2 separate regions of the Mus musculus genome follow, and region 2 is linked to region 1. A link is a contact called in public promoter capture Hi-C data. All regions are on one chromosome and are shown on one strand. The core of a region is the stretch at or near the end of the contact, and the rest is flanking DNA. Distances in the headings are between cores, read along the strand shown.

Region 1 (6,156 bases), core at 1,254-3,753:
GGCCTTGAATTCACAGAGGTCTACCTGCCTCTGCCTTCCAAGTGCTGGGATTAAAGGTGTTCATCACCATTCCAGGCAAAATTTTATTTTAAATACATGGTTTACTTTTGTAGTTTGGGCTGTTTTGGAGCTTGCATGTTTGCCTTGGTCTCCTGAGTGCTGGGATTATAGTCACATGGCTGGTTTGACACTGGTACATTTGTGTACACACAGAGTACAAACTCAGATATCATGTCCCCTCCCTACGTTGAGATAGTGTAGGCTACACAGAGTGGCCTAGGCTGGATGATGGTGAAGCCCAGGATCTGCCTGTCCTCCCCTCTCCAGCACTGGGATGACAGGTGAGGGTCATCTTGCCTAGCTTTTACTTTTCTTAAAATATACTGCAGATTTTGGGGCTCTCTCGGCCGCTCAACATTGCTGGGTTTTGAGGGTCCCAGCAGCCCTCATTGACAGCCTGCCAACTGTGTGGAGAGGTTTTGTTGGGAAGGAGCAGAGAATCTGTGCTTAGCTGTTCCTGGTTCCTGGATTACTGAAAGCCTCTTTCTGATGCTGAGCCCCTGGCTTTGTATCTGTTTCCTCTGAGTCTCTATTGCTTAGCTCTTCCTGTGTGAATCTAAGTTGTTGCACATAGCCAGGGGTTTTGTGACAGCCTGGAGAACAGATTTTACTGTGTGCAGTGCTGACACCATGCTCAACCTGGCGTCATGTTTATCTCCAAGAGATCCTATTGTCTGAATAGAGGGTATGCTTAACCGTATTAGCTTCAAGTTCTCTCTCTCTCTCTCTCTCTCTCTCTCTCTCTCTCTCTCTCGTTTTGCAAGGCAGGATTTCTCTGTGTAGCCCTGACTGTCCTAGAACCTGCTCTGTAGACCAGGCTGGCCTCAAACTCAGAGATCTACCTGCCTCTGCCTCCCAAGTGCTGTGCCTAAAGGCGTGAGCCACCATGGCCCAGCTATTTTCAAGTTATCTCAGTCGTTCCTCTCCTGTCAGCTCTGTGGGCCTAAACCCTATCAGAAAATTGGATAATCTCCATTTTGGAGCAGTTATGGCACCCTAAGTCCAGGAAGAATATGAATGCCCTCTGTGAGGGGAAAAATGACCTGGGCTTTATTATTTTAGAGTCAGGGTCTCATGATGTAGCCCTGGCTGGCCTAGAACACACTATGTAGACCAGGCTATCCTCAAAGTCAAGAGATTGGCTTGCTTCTGCCCCTCAAGAGATTGAAGGTGTATACTGCCATGCTCTGCCTAAGAAAAACTCTAAAAATTAGTTTTATATGTATGTGTGTCTGTATGAATATATGCCACATGTGTGCTGGTGCCCATGAAGAGGGTGTTAGACCCCCCATAAAGCTTTGAGCTGGGTGATGTGGGTGCTAGGAACAGAACCCAGGTTCTCTGTGAGAACAGCAAGTACTCTTAACCACTGAACCATCTCTCTTAATGGGGTGTCTATCAAAAGAAGAGTGTTAGAGACTTCAGTTTCAGCAGCCTGAGCGGCTATAAGTGTTTTTTCCTGAGTACTTGGCTTACTCTAAGAGCTTATTAAGTCTGTTTCTTGTTCATCTTCATTTTATAGACAGAGCAACTAAAGAGAAGCTAAAGCTCAAAGTTCTCAGAGTTAGGGCGTTTTGGTGTGGGACCAGGTGCTGTGATGTATCCTAACCTTGAAGCCAAAAGCCCCGGGTTAGGTGTCTACTTATGGAGAACAAGGGATGGTCATTTTCGGACTCATAGTTTGCCTTGGAGATAGATCATGATAGCCAAGGGCAAAAAGACACTGTGTCACAGGAACTTAACGGTGCTCTGAGGCAAATAAGAGCGATCACTATGTGCTGAGACTTGAGCTGGTTGCAGATTGAATTCTTATGCAAAATAAGCCGGGGAAAGGGGAAGCCGAAATCGAAGAGGTAGCACAGACGGCTGTGCCTCGGGACTGGTGAGAGACAACGCTGGGAGACGCTTAGAAAACACTAACTCCGGAGCTAGAAGAGTAGAAGGACCCATCGCCACCACTTCCTAAGACTGTGTGACCTTGGCTCAGGCTCTTTTCTGCGCCTCAGTTTCCTCACCAGTTAACTAGGGACGATCCCAAGCACAGAGGCAGGGGACAAAGCAAATACCGTACCTATGACATTCCCTAAGTGTGTGCGAGAGGATGATAAACGCTGCCAGCTCAAAACCGAAACGATTGCGCAGGTGAGAAAACGAAGGGCTCTCCAGCATCACCCCCATCGCTGCTAAAAGCTCCACTGCTAGCAAACCTGAGAATGGCGCGCATGCGTCAATTCCTGCCGTCACAGTCACGTGCCCCAGGCATTCTGCACGAGAGGCACGCCCTGACTGACGGAACAGTTGACGAATCAACGCGAAGAACTCCTTCAGGCGTCCCAAGAAGAGGCTATTGATTGGAGATAACCTCAGTTAGGGGCGGGTTCTTTGCTGTCCTTGGTTACTATGACGCCCGGCCCCCGCCCCCTCGGCTGGCCGCCATCTTGTTGTTGATCCGTACCCAGTGGGCAGCGCCAGGAGCTGGACCGAGCGGCCGGTGAGGGGCCGCTGCTGCGGGGCTCAGCCACCAGCGCCGCCTGCCAGGGGGGCGGGCCGAGACCTGGAGGCCCGGGGGGCCCAGCTCCCGTGGGGAGCCTTGGGCGCCCGCTGCCCGAGTCGGGCCGGTGAGTGACAGGAGTCGGGCCAAAAGACCCGCCCGACACCCACGGCGAGGGTGGCGGCGGGCGCGGGGTTGTTGCTGGCGCGCGTAGGTAGGGTCGGGACTTGGGGCGAGCATCACTGGAACATCATTCCAGCATCCTGGTTGGCCTTCCGCCGAGCCTCCCAGATGTTGACACGGAGGCTGGGTGGGCAGCCCGGGTGGAGGTCGGAGAGCCCTGAGCCCTGGGACCGGCCGGCGGGGTACCGGGAAACCTGCCTTTCAGACCGAATCCCTGGGTGCCTGAGAGCCGGCGTGCTGAGACGTGGTTGCTGCCAGCTCGTTCTCCCGGCCGTAACGTTCCTCCAAATCAGCGATAAACGTTACGTCGCTCTTAAGATTTCATACTCCTGCGAGTAAATTTTCAGGCCGCTTGAGACTAAGATGAGACGAAACAGGCCTAAAATGCCTTCTGAGCCAAGGAGGGTGGTATCGGGGCCCTGTGCTTTTGGTAGGGCTATGATCCTCTGCCTGGCATCACCGAGATCCCTCGGCGTCTTCCGTGCTCTTCAGGGCTCACTGTTTACTGCTTCTTGAAGAACCTAGCTAAATGTCCACAGTGGCAGAGTTTTATTTGGGGTATAAGTTGTTTGGTGCTCGACTTGGAGTATGTGGTTTAGGAGGATAAGGATGATGATGATTTGATTAATTTTGTCTCTTAAAGAGACAGTCCGTTAGGAGACGTAGGAGTGTTGGGACTATTAAAAACAAAAACTGAACTAGGGTATGGGAGCTCATGCACTAGGCTGAAGGAGGAGGATTGCCATGGGTTGCGGGCGGGCCAGGCAGAGCTACCTAGCAAGACCCTGTCTGCAGACAAAAGCAGAGCTGAAAGCTGTTGATGCTTGATGAAAACAGCGAGTCAAGCTTAGAGTCAAGATGGAGGCGGGGCTGGCAATCCCCAAAAGAGTATGCAGCTCTAGAAAGGGTCCTGGCTGCTGTAAATCACATTTTTACCCAGGGTCCCTTAGGTTCGCCACACAGGTGTCTTGTATGTTGTCGTCATATGAAACCCACAAAAGACGATTAAGGAGGCCAAGCAGGAGGTGTGCTCGTAATGTCTGTTAGGATCATGCCTCCTCTGAACGTTTAATTTTGGGAGAAACCAGCACCCTGGGCTGGAGATGATACCTTTGGGAGACTGGGCTGAATGCAGCCGGCCGAGGCAGCAAGTTGTGAGGAGAGGGGACTTGAGTAGTATTTATGCATTTCATTGCCCTTTCATCTTTTGAATGACTAATAAAATTTTAGCCTTGGTGAAATAAGTTTCTTGGATAGTTATTAAGGGAGAGAGATGCTAAAGTCTGAATTGCCCCACGACCAGCTCCTAATGCTTCTTTGGGGGGGCTGGGGGGATTAAATGATCCACAGGGTTACTTACATTTTTGCTCTTTTCTGCTAAAATAGCAAACTCTAATCCTCTTACTTCATTTTGGGTATTGGATTTCTTAGTGATATAGAAGGAGACTATTAATCAAGTTGGCAGCATTGACTAATGTGTACAGTCTTAGGGAGTTCAAGTGCCCATTAAAGTTTCTCCTTGGTCTAAGCCTATCTTAGGACTGCTGTCCCAAGAAAATAAAAATACAGGAGAACTTTTCACTCTTATAATGCTTTTATTAGCTCATGAATATGAATACAGCATCATGCTAGATTCAACGGTTATCCAAAGACAATAGCATCATTTCTGTGATGGGTATTTTAAGTACTGCATCTTGAAGACCATTACTATAGTAGTGGGTCCTGTCTCTGTCTTTGCATAATTCATTTGTAAACTTGAGCACTTATTCAGCACTCTAGGTTATTTTGGATGGTTCTCCTTGTGTATCATAGGCTGTTCTGGAAACTCAAGAGTCACTGTCATCCTTACTTTAGGTGTACACTTAGCAGGCTGCCTGGCCCAGCTCCCCCTCCCTCCCTCCCTCCCTCCTCCCTTTCCCTTTCCTCTGTCAGCCTCCCCACTCCTGGCCCCTTCTTTCTCTGTTTTTCAGACAGTGTCTTTCCATATCTCTGACTGACCTGGAACTCACTCTGTAGACCAGGCTGGCCTTGAAATCACAGAGATCTACCTGCCTCTGCCTCCCAAGTGCTGGGATTAAAGGCGCGGGCTGATTTAGCACTTTTAAACTATTAACAGCTAGAGATCAGAGATGGTGGTTATTCTACACTGATCAGAAGTCTACACAGGTACAGGCTGCAGAGACAAGCAGATCTCTGAGTTTGAGGCCACCATAGTCTACAAATTGAATTCTATGACACCAGGGCTACACAGAGAAACCCTGTCTCAAGAAAAAGGAAAAGAAGAGAAAGAAACAGGATTATAAGATGAGCTCTGATTTCCTGATGAGCATCCAAAGAGTTGCTGCCCTGCAGCCCCAGCCTATGTCCCCAGGCTTTATCCTTAGCACCCACTGACTGAATAGCTTGCTCAGCATTCCATATGTATTTTGCTCCCCAGTTCCTCTTGCCAGCTGAGTGTCTCGACCTTTGTCCTTGTTCAGGATTCTGTCACTTCTGTCACTTTACCTCCATCGCTTATCTCCAGAGTCCAGTTCAGGTTCTCCCTAGCTTTATAAAACATCTTTCAAACATTTAGATTCCTGGAGAATATTCCACTCCCTTTGAATAGCAAACCATTAAAGCCGCTTAAGCAACAGAGTAGGATTTGATGTATTTTTACTGTGTGTGGATGTGCCAGTGCTGTGCATGTGTGTGTGCGAGCCTGTGCATACACATGTCACAATGTGTCAAAGTCAGAGGACAACTTCTCCTGCCATAGGTTTTAGAGATACAACTTTATTGTCTTGTTAGTGTGGTAGCACCCTTATCCCCTGAGCCCTTTACCAGTGATGTTTTGTTTTTTGAGACAGACTGTCCCTGTATAGTCTAGGCAGGTCACCAGCTTGTGTTGTAATCCAGGTTGACATCTAACTCTTGATCTTATTTCTTCAACCACCTAAGTGCTAGGATTATACATGTGTACAATCACAACCAGTTTGATATTTGCTTGCTTTATTTATTTATTTATTTATTTTTCACTTTAATGGGTGGTTTACCTGAATGTACATCTGTATACCTTATGCAAGTACCTATCCATAGAAGTAGGAAGAGGGTTTTGGTTCCTCCAGAACTATAGTTACAGTTATAAGCTACTATGTGGGTGCTGAGAATTGTGCCTGGGTCCTCTAGAAGAGCAGTAATGACTGAGCAATCTCTCCAGTCCAATAACTTTTGGAGCTGGGTAATGGTGGTGCTTGCCTTTAATCCCAGAGGCAAAGGCAGGCAGATCTCTTGAGTTTGAGGCCAGTCTGGTCTGTAGAGAAATGTTCCACAGAGAAACCCTGTCTTGAAAAACCAAAACCCAAAACTTTTGGAGTCAGGCATAGTAGCCTACTCCTGTAATACAAGTTTTTGGGAGGCAGAGGCAGAAGGATCACCATGAG
Region 2 (6,999 bases), core at 3,308-5,807, 350 kb after region 1:
TGTGTGTGTGTGTGTGAGAAAGAGAGATGTGTGTGTGTGAGGGAGAGAGGTGTGTGAGAGGTGTGTGTGTGTGTGTGTGTGTGTGTGTGAGAGAGAGAGAGAGGTGTATGCAGCAGGAAGGGATAGAAACTGGCTGGGGACTGAATCCAGGGCGTGCAGCATGGTTGGTGTTGTACCAGTGAATTGTGTCTTCTGATTATTTTTGAGATAGGATCTTATTAATTGCTTAGGCGGGGCTTGAATGGACTCTGTAGCTCAGTCTGGCCTTGAGCTTTGGGTCCTTTTAGCTTTCTGAGTATCCGTCATCTCAGCCCAGTTCTAGCCTTCTCACAGCACTGTGGTTTTATTACTAAGGAGGACCCACTGTCACTTGTGGTTGTACACACTTTAAATCCCAGGATTCAGGAGGCAGGGGCAGGTAACTCTGATTTCCATGCCAGCCTGGTCTACAGAACAAGTACCAGGACAGCCAGGGCTACACAGAAAAACATTGTCTTGGAAAAAAATTTAATTTTTATGTGTATGAGATTTTTTTTTTCTTTTCTTTTCTTTTCTTTAATGGGTAGGAGTGTTTTGCCTGAATGGATGAGCAGGCCTGGTGTCTAAGGAGGTCAGATCTGGATCCCTTGGAAGTGTGGTTATGCACAGTTGTGAGCCTTCATATGAGTGGTGGTGGGAATCAAACCCAGGTCATACTAAAAAACAAGTGCTCTTATCTGCTGAGCCACCTAGCCAGCTCCTCTCCCTCAGAGAGCTTTTATACAAGAAACTATCAAGGTTGGCCTCCCAGATAGAGTGCAGAATTGTCTCTTGGTGGGTTGGTGTATGTCTATTTATTTGTATACTTTTCTTTTGTTAAGAATGGACCTACCTCCTAGCTGGGCAGTGGTGTCGCATGCCTTTAATTTCAGCACTTGGGAGGCAGAGGCAGGTGGATTTCTGAGTTCAAGGCCAGCCTGGTCTACACAGTGAGTTCCAGGATAGCCAGGGATACACAGAGAAACCCTGTCTCAGAAAAAAAAAGGCTCTCCTATGACTCAGACAAGCCTCCTTCTTACTGTGTACCTTTTAACTCCTGACCCGCCTGCCTCCAGTTCATCAACAGAGACATTACAGGCTACACTGTCTATCTTTTCTTTCATTCTGTTGTTACATTTTGTTCATCTGTTACAGTGTGTGAAGGTGAGAGGGCAAGAAGTAGATGTTTCTCTCCAGCTTGTGGGCTTCGGGGGTCAAGCTCAGGTCCTTGGATTTGTAGCAGGTGCCTTTACTTGCTGAACCATCTCACTGCTTCTCCCCTTAAACTGCATTTAAATGTATTCCTTGTGTGTGTGTGTGTGTGTGTAGGTCAGAGGGCAACTCTCTTCGGAGTCAGAGTCCTTAGGAATCCCCAGGATGGATCAATGGACCAGGTCACCAAGCTTGGCAGCAGATGAGGCACCATCTTTTTTTTTTTTTTTCTTTTTCTTTTTCAAGGTCTTACAATGCAGCCACTGGTCTGGAATTTGAGATCCCCCAGCCTCAACTTCCCTAGGGTGGGTGGGCTCATGGACTGACGTGGGGTAGCACGCTTAGCTTCAAGGCTATTTTAAGTACTCCTTTAACTCCTCCCAGTGTCTCTGCTGTCACTTTAACACAGATGTCCCACAGAGACCAAATTATGTCAATTATGGGCTGGTGAGATGGCTCAGTGGGTAAGAGCACCCGACTGCTCTTCCGAAGGTCCAGAGTTCGAATCCCAGCAACCACATGGTGGCTCACAACCATCCCTAACAAGATCTGACTCCCTCTTCTGGTGTGTCTGAGGACAGCTACAGTGTACTTACATATAATAAATAAATAAATATTAAAAAAAAAAAACTATTTAAAAAAAAATTATGTCAATTAGCTAAAAAACCAAAACCAAACAAACAAAAAAGCCAACATACAGTCTTCTCAAGTGACCTATGTCACCTGCACTGGATGGATCCCCTCTGCCACGACAGCCGAGATCTGTGTCTTCCCCTGAAGCTACAGTCATTTGGTTCCTAACTGACCTAGGTCCCCGGTGCCTCTTTGTGCTGTAAGACACCCTCAGGCATCTCACCTCTGTCCCAATCTCTAATGACTGCCTTCATTAAACTAGTGGTCCCACTTGCTTCCTCTCTAGCTGTAGACTCCTTAACCTTCCCAACAGTCAAAGCTCAGCTCTTTGGCCTAATCCCCACTCTGACAATGAATTGCATTCCTTCTGATTTATGCTTCTTCCTCCCAACTGTTTCTTCAGGACCATACTCAAACATTACTTAAATCAAAGTCTTCCATTTTTTTTTTTTTCCTTTTTAAGCTTTTCTTTTCTTTTTTTCTTTTTTGGTTTTTCGAGACAGGGTTTCTCTGTATAGCCCTAGCTGTCCCGTTACTCACTCTGTAGACCAGGCTGGCCTCCAACTCAGAAATCCACCTGCCAGCCCAGCATGGTGGCTCATGCCTTTAATCCCAGCACTCGGGAGGCAGAGGCAGGCAGATTTCTGAGTTGGAGGCCAGCCTGGTCTACAAAGTGAGTTCCAGGAGAGCCAGGGCTACACAGAGAAACTCTGTCTCGAAAAACCAAAAAAAAAAAAAAAAAAAAAAAAAAAAGAAATATACCTGCCTCTGCCTCCCAAGTGCTGGGATCAAAGGCCTGTGCCACCACTGCCCGGCAAAATTACACCTGTGAAGTAGCAACAAAATAATTTGGTAGGGGGGTCACTACAACATGAGGAACTGTATTAAAGACTCCCAGCATAAGGAAGGTTGAGAACCATTGCTCTCGGGGTTACAATGCTCTCTGGCCTGAGGGTGCCTGCATACAGGTGGTGCACATACATTTATGCAGGGCGCACACACATACACATAAAATAAAATGTATCTTTTTTTTTTAATCTACTGGGAAGGTGAGGGAATTGGGGGTTCGTTTGTTTTGTATTAGTTTTTTGAAGGACATGCTTTCCTATCCGCCAAGAAACTGTTTTACTTGCCTTACTGTTAAGAACAGGATTTGTGCCAGGTGTGGTGGTGCACACCTTTAACCACAGCAGGAGGCAGAGGCAGGCGGATTTCTGAGTTCAAGGTCAGTCTGGTCTACAGAGTGAGTTCCAGGACAGCCAGGGCTACACAGAGAAACCCTGTCTCGAAAAAAAAAAAACCGAAACAAAACAGGATTTGCCTGAAAAGCAAAAGCTCACCAGTTGCCCGGGCATCTCCACAGATGGCTTTCTACCATGCTTTTAAACCTGTTCCAGAGCAAGATTTTCAAGACTTGCAATCTTTTCTTTTTCTTCTTCTTCTTCTTCTTCTTCTTCTTCTTCTTCTTCTTCTTCTTCTTCTCCTTCTCCTTCTCCTTCTCCTTCTCCTTCTCCTTCTCCTTCTCCTCCTCCTCCTCCTCCTCCTCCTCCTCCTCCTCCTCCTCCTCCTCCTTCTCCTTTTCTCCTTCTCCTTCTCCTTTTCCTTCTTCTCCTCCTCCTCCTTCTTCTCCTCCTTCTCCTCCTCCTTCTCCTCCTTCTCCTTCTTCTTCTTCTTCTTCTTCTTCTCCTCAAGACAGGGTTTCTTGTAGCCTTGGTTGTCCTAAAATTCTCTCTGTAGACCAGGCTGGCTTCGAATTCAGAGATCTGCCTACCTCTGCCTCCTGAGTGCTGGGTTAAAAGCCTGTGCCATCACCGCCCGGAAGAAAACGGAATCATTGTTTCAGGAAAAAATTAAGATGCCTGGACCTCTGTCGGCTTCGGTGGTTGCTACTCTCTCCTTGACCTGGATGGCTGACAGGATACAAAGTTGTTTAAGACAACTTTGTTTTTTGCGTCTATTTATGACTTTATTTTTGTTTTTTGCAGGTGTGGTGATGTATGCTTTTAATCCCAGCACTCTGGAGAAAAGGGCAAATGGGCCTAAATTCGAGACTAGCCTAGATTACATAAACAGCTCCAGGACAGCAGCTAGAAGAAACCTGTCCCAAACAAACAACAAATTTCACTATTGTGTGCCTGTTTGGCGAACGCGTGCCACAGTGTCTGTGTCGAGAACAAAGGACAACTTTAAAGAGTCAGTTTTCTTTTTCCACTTTTACACGGGTTCTGGGGATCAAACCCAGTTGTCACCCACGTAGCCATCGCGCCGGCCCTTGTTTGAAACAACTATTAATGGCTGGACCACACCGGACAGTCCAGATCTCAATGCGTCCGTGTGCACTTGGCTACAGGGGCTGCCGAGGCAGTAAATTCAATCTCGCATTTAGGCAGTCTTGCTGAAAGCCGCATGGAACCGAGTGGAAACAAGAAAAGCAAGCGGCAGGCTCCTCCTGCACGGATTTAGCATCAGGCTAACCTCACAGGCCAGGATGGAGCGAGTGACTGATGGGTCGAGGGCGGGCCAGCAGTCAGATCGCAGGAGCCGCTCAGACACGGGTGGATGTGGCCGCCGCCTCTGGGCGTCCAGCCTGCTTCTGTCCGCTTCGGCTCCGGAGGGGGCGGGGGGGGGTTAACAGCGCGTGGGGGCGGGGAGAAGAGGCGAAAGTCGACGGCGGTGCCGGGCGCGCGCACGTGCGTGGTTACGTGCGTGCGTGGGCGCGGCCCATAGCACGCCGTGCGCTAGGCGGATGTCCGGGCCGGCTGGGCCGGGGCGGCGGACGAGATGGCGGAAGGCCGGGGCAGCCGTGAGCGACCGGATGTGGAGACCCAGAAGACGGAGCTCGGAGCCTTGATGGGGACCACGCTCCAACGTGGGGCGCAGTGGTGAGCGTCCGCCCTGCCCTCCTGCGGCGCAGAGCGTCTAGCCGGCTCGCTGGCCCTCAGGCCGGACCTCTGTCCTCAGTTTTAGGTGGAGGCGGGCCGGGGGCGGTGCCTGGAGTCTGAAAGAGTGGCTTGACAGCGGCCGCTGATGAAAGAAACCCCGGGATCAGCTGGGGGACAGCGCTGACAGGCGTGGGGTTTGTCCCGGTCCATTCGGATTCACAGTAGTCTTGGACCGGCGGGGACAGGGGGTGTAGAATATAGAAAAGGGGGCGCGCTGGGGTCGGCGGGAGCGGGAAGGTGGGGGAAAGCACTTAACCACCGAAGACTTGGGCGCTTGATGGTGACCTTGGTGGGGGAAGTTTCCACCCCTTACACACCTCCGATCCTTAACAATTAAAACCTCGGTAGCAATTTGTGGCTTAGGACGCTCCTGGCGTGGAGAGAGGATCCGAAGTGGATACTTTGTAACTTGTAAACTGTGATACTTTGTAACTTGTAAACCGTGGGACAGGATTCAAAGCCAAAAACTAGAAGCCAGTTGTCAGATGGTCCGGGACAATTGTAGCAGTAGTTAGATGTAAGAGTGGGAGGGGAGGGGAAGGGAGGGGAGCTTGACTCCTGGAGCAAAATAGAAGATCGAAAGTTACAAGACTTTGCCAGGCACGCTGGCATATGCTTTATTGGTTTGCAGGAGCAGAGGCTGTAGGATTGCTGTAGGTTCAGGGCTGGTCTCATACAGTGAGCAGCACCCCCCCCCCAAAAAAAAAGTTCCAGGTTTACTAGAGCAGATTCAAATATGAGGCCTCTTAAGAGATTGTTAACTAGAAGGGATTGTACTCCCCAGTCGGGGAGAAATGCCTGGGTGGTGCTGCTGTGTAGGAGTCAAATAATAGGGTAGGTTTCTCATTGATTATGACCAATATGAGGACTGAAAAAGAGAACAGAACTTATGTGTTTGGGGTGTGGTCTAGGTGTAGTTTATGGTGTTTAAATTGAGCCAGTGAAAGGCCAGACAAATAGAGAGAGGTACTTTAGAAATTCTGCAAAGGGATGACACAGAAAGAATATTCAGGTTGGTCTGGATGCTCATGCCTGTAGTCTTAGTCCTGGAGGAGTATTGCTGCCAAATTTCAGGGCCAACCTCAGTGACATAGTAAAAGCCTTGTCTCAAAAAAAAAAAAAAAATGGTGGTGGGTAATGTGATTAATAACTTAGTAACATAGTTTTACTTGTAGAAAGAGTCCATTTGAAATGATTGCTCATGGGCTGGTGAGACTGCTCAGCATCTGAGAACTTAGATTATTCTTGCAGTGCCTGAGTCTGAGGCCCAGCACTCGGGTTTGGTGCCTCCCTGCCATCTGTAACTCAAGCTCCAGCTCCAGGGATAGCAACTCCCCTGACCTCCGTGGGCACTGGGAGTCATGCTCAAACTCAGGCACATAACCAAAGCATAATTAAAAAGAAAAACTCAGCCCAGGAGCGGTGGCACACATCTTTAGTCCCAGCGCTTGGGAGGCAGAGGCAGGTGGATCTCAGAGTTTGAGGCCAGCTCAGTCTACAGACAGGACAGACAGAGAAACCATGTTTCGAAAAACTGAAATAAATTAAATCCTAACTAGGCATAGTGTCACACAACTTTAATCCCAGCCTCTGGGAGGCATACACAGGTGGATCTCTCTAGTTCAAGGCTATCCTGGGCTACATACTGAGGGTGCACCTCCCCCCCCCCCCCCGCCATCTCCAAAGTTAATTAGTTTTAAAATTCTTTCAATAATCGTTTATGGTTTTGGTTGTTTGTTTCTGAGACAAGGTCTCCCTGTGGCCCCTACTGGTTTGGAACTTGAGATGTAGCCAGGCTGGCCACAGACTTGCAGACTCTTCTGCATCTGCCTCCTGTGTGCTGGGATTACAGATAAGTGATCGCAGTGTCTTGTGTGTGAGAGAGAAAGAGACAGGCAGAGAGAGAGGGGGGGGAGGGAGAGGAATATGAGAATGTATGGCACACGCTATGCATGCAGATGCCTATGCAGAATAGAAGAGGCTGTTGGATTTCCTGGAGCTAGAGTTGTGCATACCATACATGGGTGCTAGGAACCAAACTTGAGTCCTTTGGCAGAGCACAAGACTCTCTTAACCTCTGAATTATCTTTCCAGTCCCTTGTTCATTTTTTTTCAGACGTGGTCATATTAGGTAACCTTGACTGGTCTGGAATTCCCTATGTAGACCAAGCTGGACTGGAACTCATAGACATCC

What was found. Capture Hi-C pulls out chosen DNA fragments and counts their contacts.
Region 2: a promoter capture Hi-C map of adipose tissue shows a contact between it and region 1. The contact joins the promoter of Usp4 here to the promoter of Ip6k1 in region 1. A contact is called at or near these places in 2 of 39 promoter capture datasets (erythroid cells and pre-B cells), 5 of 115 datasets of contacts at active chromatin or transcription factors (effector CD8 T cells, memory CD8 T cells, microglia and 2 more) and 1 of 9 other capture datasets (adipose tissue).

What each region holds. Positions count from the first base shown.
Region 1 is chr9:108,000,145-108,006,300 of GRCm38.p6, forward strand. It overlaps Ip6k1 (inositol hexaphosphate kinase 1), which reads left to right and starts at 2,504. Exons shown (of 6, transcript NM_013785.2): 1 at 2,504-2,678. It overlaps 4930535L15Rik (RIKEN cDNA 4930535L15 gene), which reads right to left and starts at 2,275. Exons shown (of 4, transcript NR_166685.1): 1 at 2,132-2,275.
Region 2 is chr9:108,343,274-108,350,272 of GRCm38.p6, forward strand. It overlaps Usp4 (ubiquitin specific peptidase 4 (proto-oncogene)), which reads left to right and starts at 4,558. Exons shown (of 22, transcript NM_011678.2): 1 at 4,558-4,745. The coding sequence starts at 4,645.